Regions from separate parts of the Ovis aries genome. Here region 2 is linked to region 1. Evidence: chromatin contacts called from public Hi-C data. All regions are on one chromosome and are shown on one strand. Each heading gives the region's core, a stretch centred on a gene start, on an enhancer-like site or on the middle of the called end of the contact. The rest is flanking DNA. Distances are from core to core; before and after follow the strand shown. Region 1 holds the start of REV1 (REV1 DNA directed polymerase). Region 2 holds the start of TXNDC9 (thioredoxin domain containing 9).

Region 1 (5,957 bases), core at 1,439-3,938:
TGTAAAAACAGGTACTGTGTTTAGAAGAATTAAGTCTTGGTAAGCCAATTCTGGTTCCATTTTCCTCTCAAAATTTCTGTGGGCTTGTGCTCCTTCTTATTATTTTGTCTTTTGGCATAAATTGCCTTATAACATAAAAGCATATACTGCCTTATAACAATTAGCAAGATCACTCCTTCCTAAGAGCAAATACATGAGTTACAGTGTGTATTTCACCCAAGGGACTTGAGTACAGATCTATGTTTTTTAATGGTTCCATGTATTTATTTTCTGTTGTTGGCATGTGAGAAAACTAGAGGAATGTGAGAAGACTAGATGTTTCCAAAAAGAGTTTACTGCTGGATATGGAGGTTAAAAGATAGCAGGGTCATGTCCTTATCCAGGGCTGTCCCTACAGGTGTCAGGGGTCTGCACTTTCACAGGATCTTGAGATGGCATTAATATTAGACTTTTAAAAAATGATTTTTAATAAAGTTCAGAAAAGAGGAGTAAGGTGCAGTGCCCCCAAAGGGCTCCCCTATGTAAGAGAGTCCTGAGTGGCCTTTTCAGCTGCTTTTACCCAAAGGTGAGGCCAGCTCTCCTTAGACTGGGAAAGATAGTCCTCATGAGAATAAACGGAAGTGAATAAATGAATGAATGAGTGTAGGTGACTGGATAAAATTGAAATAGAAGGGTCTTTAGGCACTGTGTAATATATTATTGGAATATTATAACATAACAGAATATTCTAGAATGGGCAAAAGAAAACTTTGGCAAAATTGTACCAAAGGATTCTGTGGTTAGTGTATATCTGCATACAAAATGTGTAGGTATAAAACACACATTTATCTATTCTGTATCTCTCTTTTTAGCCTGTTTTATCTAGAGAGCACACTGGGTTTTCTACCTTGTTATTGGAGACTGCCTACCAGTTTGCACTAAAATGCAGCTAATACCATTTTACTATATTCTATAAAGGTGTTGTTGAGGTCAGTTATCTCAATGTCTGTGTTTCTTTCTCGAGAAAATAGAGGGGAAAAAAATCTTTGGCTTGGATAGGAGAGAGTGGGAAAGAAAATGGAAATATAAAAGTATTTTTCCTGTAGAGTTCACAGGTGAGTTCAATTTGAAAACTGAGTTTTACCATTTCATGTTAATAGAATACTGACATTTATAGATTTACATTAAAAAAAATCAGGTGATACCCTGATGTTGCCGCCAGTACCTGTTTGTGGTCCTGTTGAAACGATGCCATTTGTATTAAATTATGACATCTCAGAAGAACATTTTCAGTACATTTTCAGTACTCAAGTTGAAGTGCATTTATAGAAGTCTGCTGCTGCTGCTGCTGCTGCTGCTGCGTCGCTTCAGTCATGTCCGACTCTGTGCGACCCCATAGACGGCAGCCCACCAGGCTCCCCAGTCCCTGGGATTCTCCAGGCAACAACACTGGAGTGGGTTGCCATTTCCTTCTCCAGTGCATGAAAGTGAAAAGTGAAAGTGAAGTGCCCGACTCTTAGCCACCCCATGGACTGCAGCCTACCAGGCTCCTCAGCTATAAAGCAGCAAAAAAGAAGGGACTGGAAAAAAGAAACAAGTTGAATACTGGAGAAGGCAATGGCAACACACTCCAGTGGGCTGAATCACCAGTAAACAAGTCTCTGCTCTGCAAAAGCAGTTTTGAAAAGAGTACTAACTGTTTCCTAAGCACTTGCAAACTCTTCAAGTCTTTCAGGTAAGGGAATAAATGGACAGTGTTGAGCCTTTGCTAGGGGGTTCGCTTCATGCTCGTGCATTGCAACAACAAAGACTATTGTAATGGAGATATGGGATGATCTGGCAAACCAAAACTGCCAAGAGAGGGAAAACAGTCCTTATGCAACAACTTGTCTTTTGCCAGAAGGTCCTCAATTATAATTGTATTTAGACATAGATAATATATGATTTTTTTTGGACAGTATCAAATTGCTTTCACGTGTCACCCCAGTGCTGCATGTGGGATGGGCCACCTGCCGCAGGTTTACAAATATCCAGGTGCAATGCAGGGCGAGCCTGGTCGCGCAGGGACCAGTGTTCGAGCCCCCAAAGGAGCTGGCAACGCTCACCCTCGGCGGCGCAGCGTTTGTTCCCACTAATCTCCGTGGGCCCTGATTCCCGGTCGCCCCCTGACACAGCCAAGTGTCAGTTCGCGAGTGTCCCTTCCGTCACTAGATGTCACTGTGAGTCAACGGCTAGTGGCGGGGGACCCCGGTGTTTTACGGATCTTCCAGGGTTTCCAGCATGGTCAGTCCCCGTACTTGTGCCCTCCCAGACCCGGGAGCGCAGAGCCGGGCGGGGCCTCCGGGAGGCCGGGACGGCTCCGCGACCCAAGCGGAAGGCGCGACGGGCTCGGGCTGCAAGGCTGGCGGCGCGATGCGGAAGGCGGACCAGCGCCGCGCTCCTCTCCGCCCCCGCGAGCGAGATGGTCAGGTGCCACGGAGGCGCGGCCCGCTGCGGGCCGGCGGGGGAGGGCAGGGGCTCGGCGCCCGCGGTTCGCCATCGCCCAGGGCAGGGCTCCAGGCGGGCGCGGGCGCCGCGCGGGGCGGAGCTCAAGCAGCCGCGGGCGGGGCGGGGCGGGGCCGGGCGGGGCGGGGCCTGGGAGCGCGCCGGCCGCCGGAGGGGGCGGGGCGGGGCGGAGCCGCGGCGCGCGCGCCCGCCGGGGGGAGGGGCGGAGCGGGCGCCGAGCGCGCGCAGGCCGGCCGCCGCGAGCGTGGGGCGAGCGTGGACCGCGGCGCGGCGGTGCGACTCCTTCGCCGGCCCTCCTCCCCGCCCCCGGCGAGGGCACCGTGTGCGGCGGCGCCGGGGCCCGCGAGGCCGGAGGAGGCGGCCGCGCCCGGGCATGGTGGTCTGGGACAGGGCTGAAGGTGAGCGACCCCGGGCCGGCGGCGGGGGTGGGGGCGGGGTGGGAGCGGCCCCGCGTCGCCCGGCGCGGCGGCCTGAGGCGGGGCGGGGGCGGGCGCGCCGGCCCGGGCCCCGCGGCCGTTGGGCTCGCGGCCTGGGCGGCCCGCGGCGCCCGAAGCGCGGCAGCTGCCGGGTTATGTAACGCGTGACCTCCCCTTCCCCCTCCGCCATGGCGCGGCCGGCCCGGCGCCGCCGCCCGCGCTCGGCCGCCCGCGGAGGCGCCTCGCCGACGACCCGCGCCCGCGGCCCTCTCCGCCGCGCCCCGCGCCGGCCCCGCTCGGACCGCGCCGCAAACTCCCGGCTGCTGCGCCGGCGCCGCGCCGGCTCTTCAGCCCCGCGCCATTCATTCGTGCGCGCGGGCGGCCGGGCTCCAAGCGTCGCGGGCTGGCGGCAGGGGCCCCGCGCCGGACGCTCCGCCCGGCCTCCCGCCGTGGCGTCTCCCCTCCGCCCCGCGGACCCGGGAATCGGCGTCGGACTCTCCGAAGGCAGTTTTTACTCACTTGTTTTCCCTGGTTACTTATCTGTTGCCTTAATACGCGGGCACCTGTCCCCAACTGTCCTGACAAGCGTCCCTCGCCCACTGCACTCCTTGTGAAATGATTCAGCACTTGAGTGGACGGAGAGGGGCATTTCCCTACATGTTTCCTTGCTCTTACTGCCGAAACTCAGTTGGGAAAGAATTAACGTTAGTGTATCACTCCTTAGTTGACGCCACCCCCCCCCCCCCAACCCTCCTGTGATTAAAAAAAAAGGATTGCAGGTGTTGAGTCTACTATTTCTGCCTTCCGCATCTTTTCAGGTCACGTCCAGCGTAGAGATGGTATCCTTTAAATGAGAATAACTAGACTAGCACGTACCATAAAAGAGCTTGTAACTAGCTGGTAAGGACTTTATGTAATTCTGATTAATTCTGTCTGCTTAGCCTGTCCACTATAGTCTGCGAGAATTAGCCTTTTCCTCTTTAGTGTGGAACGGAGGTAACCTTGGGTACCGTCTACCTGCTTTCCAAACTTCCATCTCTGCTTTTGCACGTAGGCTCGTCTTAGCCGGAGCAGAAGCTGCTAGAGTCTTTCCCCCTCGCTGTACTTCCTAGACTCGGGGAAGCTCACCTGTGGGTGTTACTGGCTCAGTCCTGTCTGACTCTTTGCGACCCCATGGACTGTAGCCCGCCAGGCTCCTCTGTCCATGGAATTCTCCAGGCAAGAACACTGAAGTGGGTTGCCATTCCTTTCTCCAGGAAAGCTCACCTAGAGTCCCTCTCTTTCCAGCAATCCTTCCCTGATCTAGAAGGCTCTTCATTCACTCCTTAGGCTGTTTGCCACTTCTCAGATATTATTGATGATTTTCTTTTTATTTGCATCCTGTCTTTATCTGTAGGTCTTTTGAGGACAGAATCTGTACCAGACTTTCAGAGAACATTACTCCTACTTCATGGTAAACGATTGATATTTAAGATTTTTTTTTTTAAAGGTGGGAATCTTTATGATTAATTTCTTTGGAATCTCAAGCAGAAAATACTTTTTCAAAGTAATGTATTTGAAAATGTAAGATCACTTCATCTTCTGCACTCCCAACTTCAAAACTCAGATTCTTCATAAAAGAAACCCAGCCCCACCACCAACAAGGTAGTCAGTAATAAGAAGCCAGAAAGAGTCCACGTAATACATATTTTAGAGTCCTGTCTTTGATAGCTGCTGTAGTAGAAAGACAAGAACTTCAGAGTTAGATGTAGGCTTAAATCCTGGCTCTGTCTGTTGTTATCTTGGACAATTTAAGTTACTGATTTCTCTGATTTTTTTTTCTCTCATTTGTGTAATGAACTTTGTACCTTGGGTATCTGAGGATTAAATGAGTTCTTGAATGTAGGGCGTCTAGTGAGTCCCTGGTACATCGTGGTTCTCCCTCAATACATGTTATTCCCTTTGGTGTACTTTATTGCAGTCCACAACCTGTTAATAGTATGAGCTGGGATGTGCTGAGACGAAGTGTGAGAAGAAAGCTCATCAGAAGAGCTACCACTTTTTGTCTCCAAGTAAATGAACAACCCCTGAACTAAAGAGCAGTAAAGCTTTCTGCTCCTCAAGAATGTATGGGTTTGTGTGGCATATGATAAATTATAAGAGTATGTTTGTAACTGAAGGAAATACTTTTTAACCTTTTTTTCCTCCTATAACAGTACCCACTAAAGCATTAACATGGATATTTTAAAAAACTGATTTTTTTTTCAAAATCAAGTCAGGAATGGGGGATGAGGAAGGAGGAATATTTTAGAGTCTTTTTCAGGGACAGTTAGCTTGCATGCTGTTCTTTTAGTGTCTACTGATAATTAATACATGGATCCTTGTCCTAGTTGAGGCATCTCAGTTGTGACAGTGCCTTCCCCCGTGACCCTGTTTCTCTTGGTCTTACTGACTGATCCCAAAGCAACAGAGTGGTGGTCTTTTTAAAAACATAAATTACACCCTCACTCTTCTTGATCAAAATCCTGCAAAAAGCTTCCTGTCACCCTTAGAATTGACTCAGAACTTTTTGCCGTTTCTTGAACAAATCACGCTGTTCCTGTCTTAGGGATGTTATCCCTGCTGTTCTTTAAGTTGGCCTGCCCCTTCCTCCTGGTGGTGATCTTGCCTTGACAGATGTCTTCCGTTTGCTGCTTAGATGTCATCACATCAGAATGATTCCTTCTCTTACCCCTAAGATGAAGCCAGCCCCTGTCTCTGTCACTTTCGATTTATTTTGTTTGTTATCTCTTCTTGGCATGTATTACGAGGTAAGATCCGTCTAGTCAAGGCTATCGTTTTTCCTGTGGTCATGTATGGATGTGAGAGTTGGACTGTGAAGTAGGCTGAGTGCCGAAGAATTGATGCTTTTGAACTGTGGTGTTGGAGAAAACTCTTGAGAGTCCCATGGACTGCAAGGAGATCCAGCCAGTCCATTCTGAAGGAGATCAGCCCTGGGATTTCTTTGGAAGGAATGATGCTAAAGCTGAAATTCCAATACTTTGGCCACCTCATGCGAAGAGTTGACTCATTGGAAAA
Region 2 (5,957 bases), core at 2,506-5,005, 150 kb after region 1:
AACAAAATTCTAGAACTCTATGTTAAAGGTCAGTCACTGATATAACATATGTAATCCAAATAAGATCCCTCAGATCAGATGTGCGTGTGTGTGTGTAATGCGAGCGCGTGTTCGCACTCAGTCATGTCCAACTCTTTTGTGACCACATGGACTGTAGCCCACCAGGCTCCTCTGTCAACGGAATTTTCCAGGCTAGAATACTGGAGTGGGTTGCCATTTCCTTATTCTGGGGATCTTCCCAACCCAACCCACATCTCTTCTGTCTCCTGCACTGGCAGGTGGGTTCTTTACCACCTGGAAGCCCTCAGATTAGACAGTAAAATCCAATTCTAAATGAACACTGAGTGGCTAAAAATTTAAAATAACAATATAAAGATTAAAATAGTCACATATTTTATGTTCTTTCCAGTAACTGAAAAGTGGCCCAATGCCTTAACCTGACAGCTAATAAGTAGGTGCTCATTTCTCACCCAGTTCTTTCTGAGCAGAAACATGTCTGGCTTAAGACAACTGGGAAGGGAAGGGAAGGTGGGAGGAATCCACAAAGCATTAAAAAACAAAGAAACTTGGTATTGGCTTATGAGAAAATGTGTTTTTCACTGACACTGCCACCATTTTTCCTTCAACATGAGCCAAAAAATAAAGGCTGCAGATTTAGTGTGAGGGGAAAAAAATCCAATAGCCTTCTTTCTATCCTATCAAACCAATCGTAACAGGTTCCAGTGTTTGCAATTTAAACTTTATGTCATCCATAAACAATGTTATGAATCTGTAACACTTTTCTCTAAAAAATACACACAGAAGAATAAATATTTCTCTTCTCAATAGATTTTTTTCTAATGTAAAAGAGTTTGAAAAGTAAGATAACACATACGTATGTTTTTTAATCTAAATAACAGAGTTCTGTAATCCTGATCCAAACAAACCAATTGTTAAAAAAAGATTTCTTAAAATAAGGATCAGTGAAATTAGAAAACTGACAACTGACTATTTAAGAAACCATTGATAGTATTCCTTGGGTTTAATGACATTGTGTTTGTGTTTTAGGCTGTGTTTCTGCGTTTTTTTTCCCCCTCAGGTATTCACCTTTCAGATACACTTAAAGGATTTACACATGAAACGATTTTCAGAGTTGCTTTAAAATATCCAGCAGGTAGATGAAACAGGACCAGTCACGTGACAACAATGGCTGAAGCTGGGTAACCGGTACAGGAAGCTTTACTACACTCATCTCTCCATTTCTTGTGTAAGGCTGAGGAAAAAGAAGTATCTCAGGCACCAAAACATCCTGTCAAAGGCACAGAAATTTTTGCCCCACTAGATCACCCCAGAATTCTGCTTATTTTTTCTTATTTATCTGGCTACTCTTCAAACCAACCAACTTCCTCCAATAGACCTCTAACTGAAATACAAGACACTTCGTGTCTTTTTAACTCCATTCAACAGCTAGGTGAGGGCCAGGTCAGGATACGACCCAGGATTCCAAATCACAACTAGTAATCGCATTCAAACTTCAAGAGCAAATACACGTTTTGAGTCGAAATGAACTATCACAGGGTGTTGTTTTTGTTTTTCGAATTTCTCTTATTATGCCCAGTATCTGAACTAACTTTGGTGAGTAGTTTACAAAGGTGAAAAATAACATATGTTGTTCACTCCCAGGAAGTAAGCCCTTTCCATGAAGAGGGGTAAAGAACTCCACCGAATATGACACCCAGGAATGTTACAATCATCTCGGGGTACTCAACTCTACATACACCCTTAAGCTCCCTCGCCCCCAAAGCCTTCTTAAGTGGTTAGAAAAGAGCGACCCTGGTTGGTTTGTTTCATCTCCTCCTTTCTTAGGGGAGGTGCTAGCGAGTAAAGAAATGACCAAAAGGCCGGAAGAAGGAACGCGAAAAGCATGGAGTCTGGACAATCAGCCCGTAAGTAATTGAAAGCTGAACCAAATTAACTGAAGTTAAGACAGAGCAACCTGCTACGCTCCTCGCGTTGTCTCTAACGTGCCTGAGAGGCTCCGAGGGGGAGAACCACCTGGCTGGAGGCACGTCGCATTCCAAACCCTTCTCTCTCCAAGAATTCATAGGCACACAGGCAAAAGAACAGAACTCTTCCAGACCTCCGCCAAGAGCAGCGCCGCAACAACAACTCCCACCCGCCCGTGCCACGGTGGCCAAGCGGCCCCCGGCTCCGTGAGGCCGCCCGAGCCCTGCCCCACGGCACCGCGAACCCCAGAACGACTCCCGGCTCCTCAAGCCAGAGACCTTCTCGCGAGCCGGGCGAGGGGACGGAGTCTCGGCTGGGACCCCGCTCGCCGCCGAGGCCCTCCTCGCCCGCCCGGAACTGGGGTCTCGGGCCCGCGCTGCCCACTCTGGGTCCCGGCCTGTGCCTCGCGGGGCCGCTCTCGAGCCTCGACCTGGGTCCGCCCCGCGCCCGCGGGAGCCGCGCGACCCCCTGAGCCGCGCCGGCCGCCGCGGTGAGGACCCCGCCACTAGTACCTGTCTTCGCTCTTGTTTTTCTGCTTCTTCCCCATCGTGTGTCAGCGGCGCTCGCAGCCCCAGCCCCTCTACTCGGTCTCTCACAGACCCGCTGTCCCTCGGCTGACTTCGGTCTCCGCTTGGCTCCGTGCCCCTCGCGCTGCCACCTCTCGCACCCGGCTCTCCACAGACCCGCGCACTGGGACAGGGCACATATGGTGTGAGCTCCGAGTGCGCAAGCGCATCGCCCCGCCGCCTCGGCGTGGGGACGCAGGGCGCGGCTCATCGAGAGCTGCGCCGCGGGTAGAGCGTCTCTAGTTACCCGTCCGTCAGGCGGGAACCCGAGCGCCCTCTTCCGGCAAGCGTCCGCGGCGCTCCGAGGTCCGCGGGGTTTCAAGATTCTAGAACCTGGAGGTGGACAATGAGGTTGACAATTTCCCCGGTCGGCCCTCTCCCTGCTGGGGGACGCAGAGTTGGGGAATTGGATCTCAGTTCAAAAGCCGACTTTGGGCTTCCCTTCCACCTTTAACCTCTGTCCCTCTGTACTCAGCTGCGTGAAGTTCAATAAAGAAGCATAGTGAGCCACGGGTGAGCCGTCTGGGTGTTCCAAAGGGAGACAGAAATCCACAATATTGAGCCTCGTAGTCATGTCCATGAATTACCAAAACAAACAAACCATAAAAAAAAAAGGACACACCCATTAATTCTCCTAAATAGATCATGATCTTTACATTCAAACCGAGAACAAGCTCTAAAAATTTATGTCAGGGAAGTCGCGAGGGAGCATACTAGGGTTGTAAAAGTGTTTTATATCCGGATCTGGACAACGACTCTATGTATTAACTATGTAAAAACTTACACGTAAGTTATACTTTAATTGTTTTTTAAAGGGGGGAATTTTTCAATAAACCGAATGGAAACAAAATTGGAGTGCCACTTCAGAGCAGGGTCATTGCTATTTCCTTTCTGATGTAACACTGTTGATGTGTCAGAGCCTAAGAACGTCGACTCCAGGCTAAGCACTAAAGAAACTACAATCTCCGGCGTACTTCGCTCCCCAGCCCTCTCGGCTGTTTACTCGGAGGGAGGGAAAGGTTCGTTCAAACGCCGAGAGTTCGGAGAGCCGGAGCACAGGAAAGGTGGAGAAGGGCGCACGCGCAGAAGCGCTCGCCGCGCGCACTGCCCCCCTCCTCCGCACTACCTCCACTTCCTGGGACGTCGCAGCTGCTATCGCGTGAGATCCGCGGCCAATGAGGAGGCGGTAGTGACGGCCGCTTCGCAGCTACCCGCAGCTGCTTGGAGGCTGAAGCCAGAGAGGATTGCTCTTCTGGAGAGGCTGGTTCTTCGTATCTCAGGTATCGCCGAGAGCTCAGGTGAGGCAGAGAGTGGCGTGAAAAAACCGGCCATACATCCTGGTGCTAACGGACGCCCGACTGCTCCGCATCCTGCCTAGGCGAGGGAGGGGCGCGGCTCGGGCCCTGGAGTCCCCGCCACGGGGGAGGCTTTGGCGCATGCGCCGGGGAGGCTTTGAAGCTGGGGGCCCCTCGCCTCTGCCCTCGTCTGTTCCCGGGGTGCGGGGAGTGGCGAGGGTACTTTTGGGAAGCGGCTGCCGCGCGGTTAACGGTGAGGCCCCCTGGTTGTTTTGGCGGGTGCATACAGGGGAATCGCGGAAATGGTTAGGTAACTTCAGGACACGTCCCTCCCCACCATTCAGTTGAACTGAAAAAAGAATCGGAAGCTTTTGGTTTGGAGAATGAAGTTATCTCTGCACCATCTCCTTTCCCCCTTTCTGAAGGCAATGACCAGCACAACCTGCCCCCTAGAACAACTCTTGTTAATCGCGTCTCCTCCCAATCATCCAGAGTTAAATTCTGAGCTCAGCCTGTAAAACTCCAGGGACAAGCATCCGCTACGCCCCTTGTAAAGAACAAGGTCTGGCAAGCAAGTCTGTGTTTAACACATACTACTTTTCTGTCTCATCCTCCCCGATCCTGAGAGTCATAGCCTTAAGTTTTTCTTGAGAAGTAGGGAGTGTGAAATTCATTTCCTGTATTTGAAATGCAGGTCCTTTAAAAGTTTATCGCCTGTGAGGAACTTACATTTTGGTTTTTAAAACCCAGACATACTTTTAAAACATAACCATAATTTGAACAATAGCTAGACACATGCTACTTCAACCATTGACAAATATTTTTTGCACACCTGCAGTGTTCCCCACATTGCTAGCTCCAGGAATACAAAGATAAAATCCAGGATGCTTTTAGACTGCTTTTCATGTGGGGAAAAAAAATGGAATCAGAGGAGAATTTTGCAGGAAAACTATTTCAATTCAGTTCAACAGTTAATAGAGGGTCTGGTGGGCCAGTCTGTGTCAGAAGCTGGGCAAATGAGCTCACAAATTTCAGATTATTTAAAAGTGCTTCAGTAGTAGTTGAAAACATATCATAGTTAGTTGAGATCAACAGTCTCCTGCTTTGACAACTTATAAATTTCTGTGGTAATAACCCAGAAGTACATAAAATCACCATCTAACTGTTGCTGGTAGAAAATAACTTATTTTAAAATACGCAGTTGAAATAGATAACCAACAAAGACACTGTATAGCACAAGGAACTCTGTTCAGTAATCTGTAGTAACTTAAATGGGAAAAGAATTTGAAAAAGGGAATTGAGTATGTATAAATTAATCACTTTGCTGTATACCTGAAATACAACATTGTAAATCAACTATATGCCAATATAAAATAAAAATTTTAAATAAATAGACTATGTCATTGAGATCTGCATTAGAGTCTGTTTTTAAACTCCTATCTTACATAGAGGAGTGATGGTAAAATCAATATGCTTTTAGTATTTGGAATGTTTGACATCAAAGTTATGAGCACTGAGTGTCACTAAATCAATACTAGTATCAATCTTTGTGGGCTCTTAGACTTTATTAGTTACTGAGAGAACAGAATTGGAAACTAGAGCTTAGGGACACCAGGCAGAGTTCTTTACACAAGTTGTAATGAGCTCTCTTCAGAGTTAAAATCATTTAGGCAGAGATGAAAAATAATGTTTTTTGCTCAAATGTGCTCTATCTTAAAAGCAAAATTTGGTGTGTACACATATGTGTAAAACATGGCTACAGTTACACTTTATCACGTTTGCAGTCATTTCTGCTTTGCGTCTCTTTTCCTTTGGTAGAGAATACTGTCAGTATACAACACCAGGTTTAGTTTCAGCTGCTCATTTCTTTCTGGTCTGGTGATGGTCTTAAAGATTTCTTTGCTTTAGAATAGTAAACAAAGTCAAAAGCACTCTAACCTTTGGTCTAAATTATTTTTGACTAGTGTGACTTCCCTGGTGGTACAGAACCCACCTGCCAGTGCAGGAGACATAAGAGACAGGGTTTGATCCCTGGGTCAGGAAGATCCCCTAGAGGAGGACGTGGCAACCCACTGCAGTATTCTTGCCTGGAGAATGCCATGGACAGAGG

What was found. Hi-C and Micro-C count contacts between places; a contact is called where the count stands out from the background.
Region 2: a contact with region 1 is called in a Hi-C map of hypothalamus, with 3 times the contacts expected there. The contact joins the promoter of TXNDC9 here to the promoter of REV1 in region 1. A contact is called at or near these places in 4 of 16 Hi-C or Micro-C datasets (hypothalamus, liver, muscle and 1 more).

What each region holds. Positions count from the first base shown.
Region 1 is chr3:101,858,713-101,864,669 of ARS-UI_Ramb_v3.0, forward strand. It overlaps REV1 (REV1 DNA directed polymerase), which reads left to right and starts at 2,689. Exons shown (of 22, transcript XM_042246420.2): 1 at 2,689-2,882.
Region 2 is chr3:102,012,295-102,018,251 of ARS-UI_Ramb_v3.0, forward strand. It overlaps TXNDC9 (thioredoxin domain containing 9), which reads left to right and starts at 3,756. Exons shown (of 5, transcript XM_042246424.1): 1 at 3,756-4,100. EIF5B (eukaryotic translation initiation factor 5B) reads right to left here and starts at 2,694. Exons shown (of 24, transcript XM_060413928.1): 1 at 2,499-2,694. The coding sequence starts at 2,533.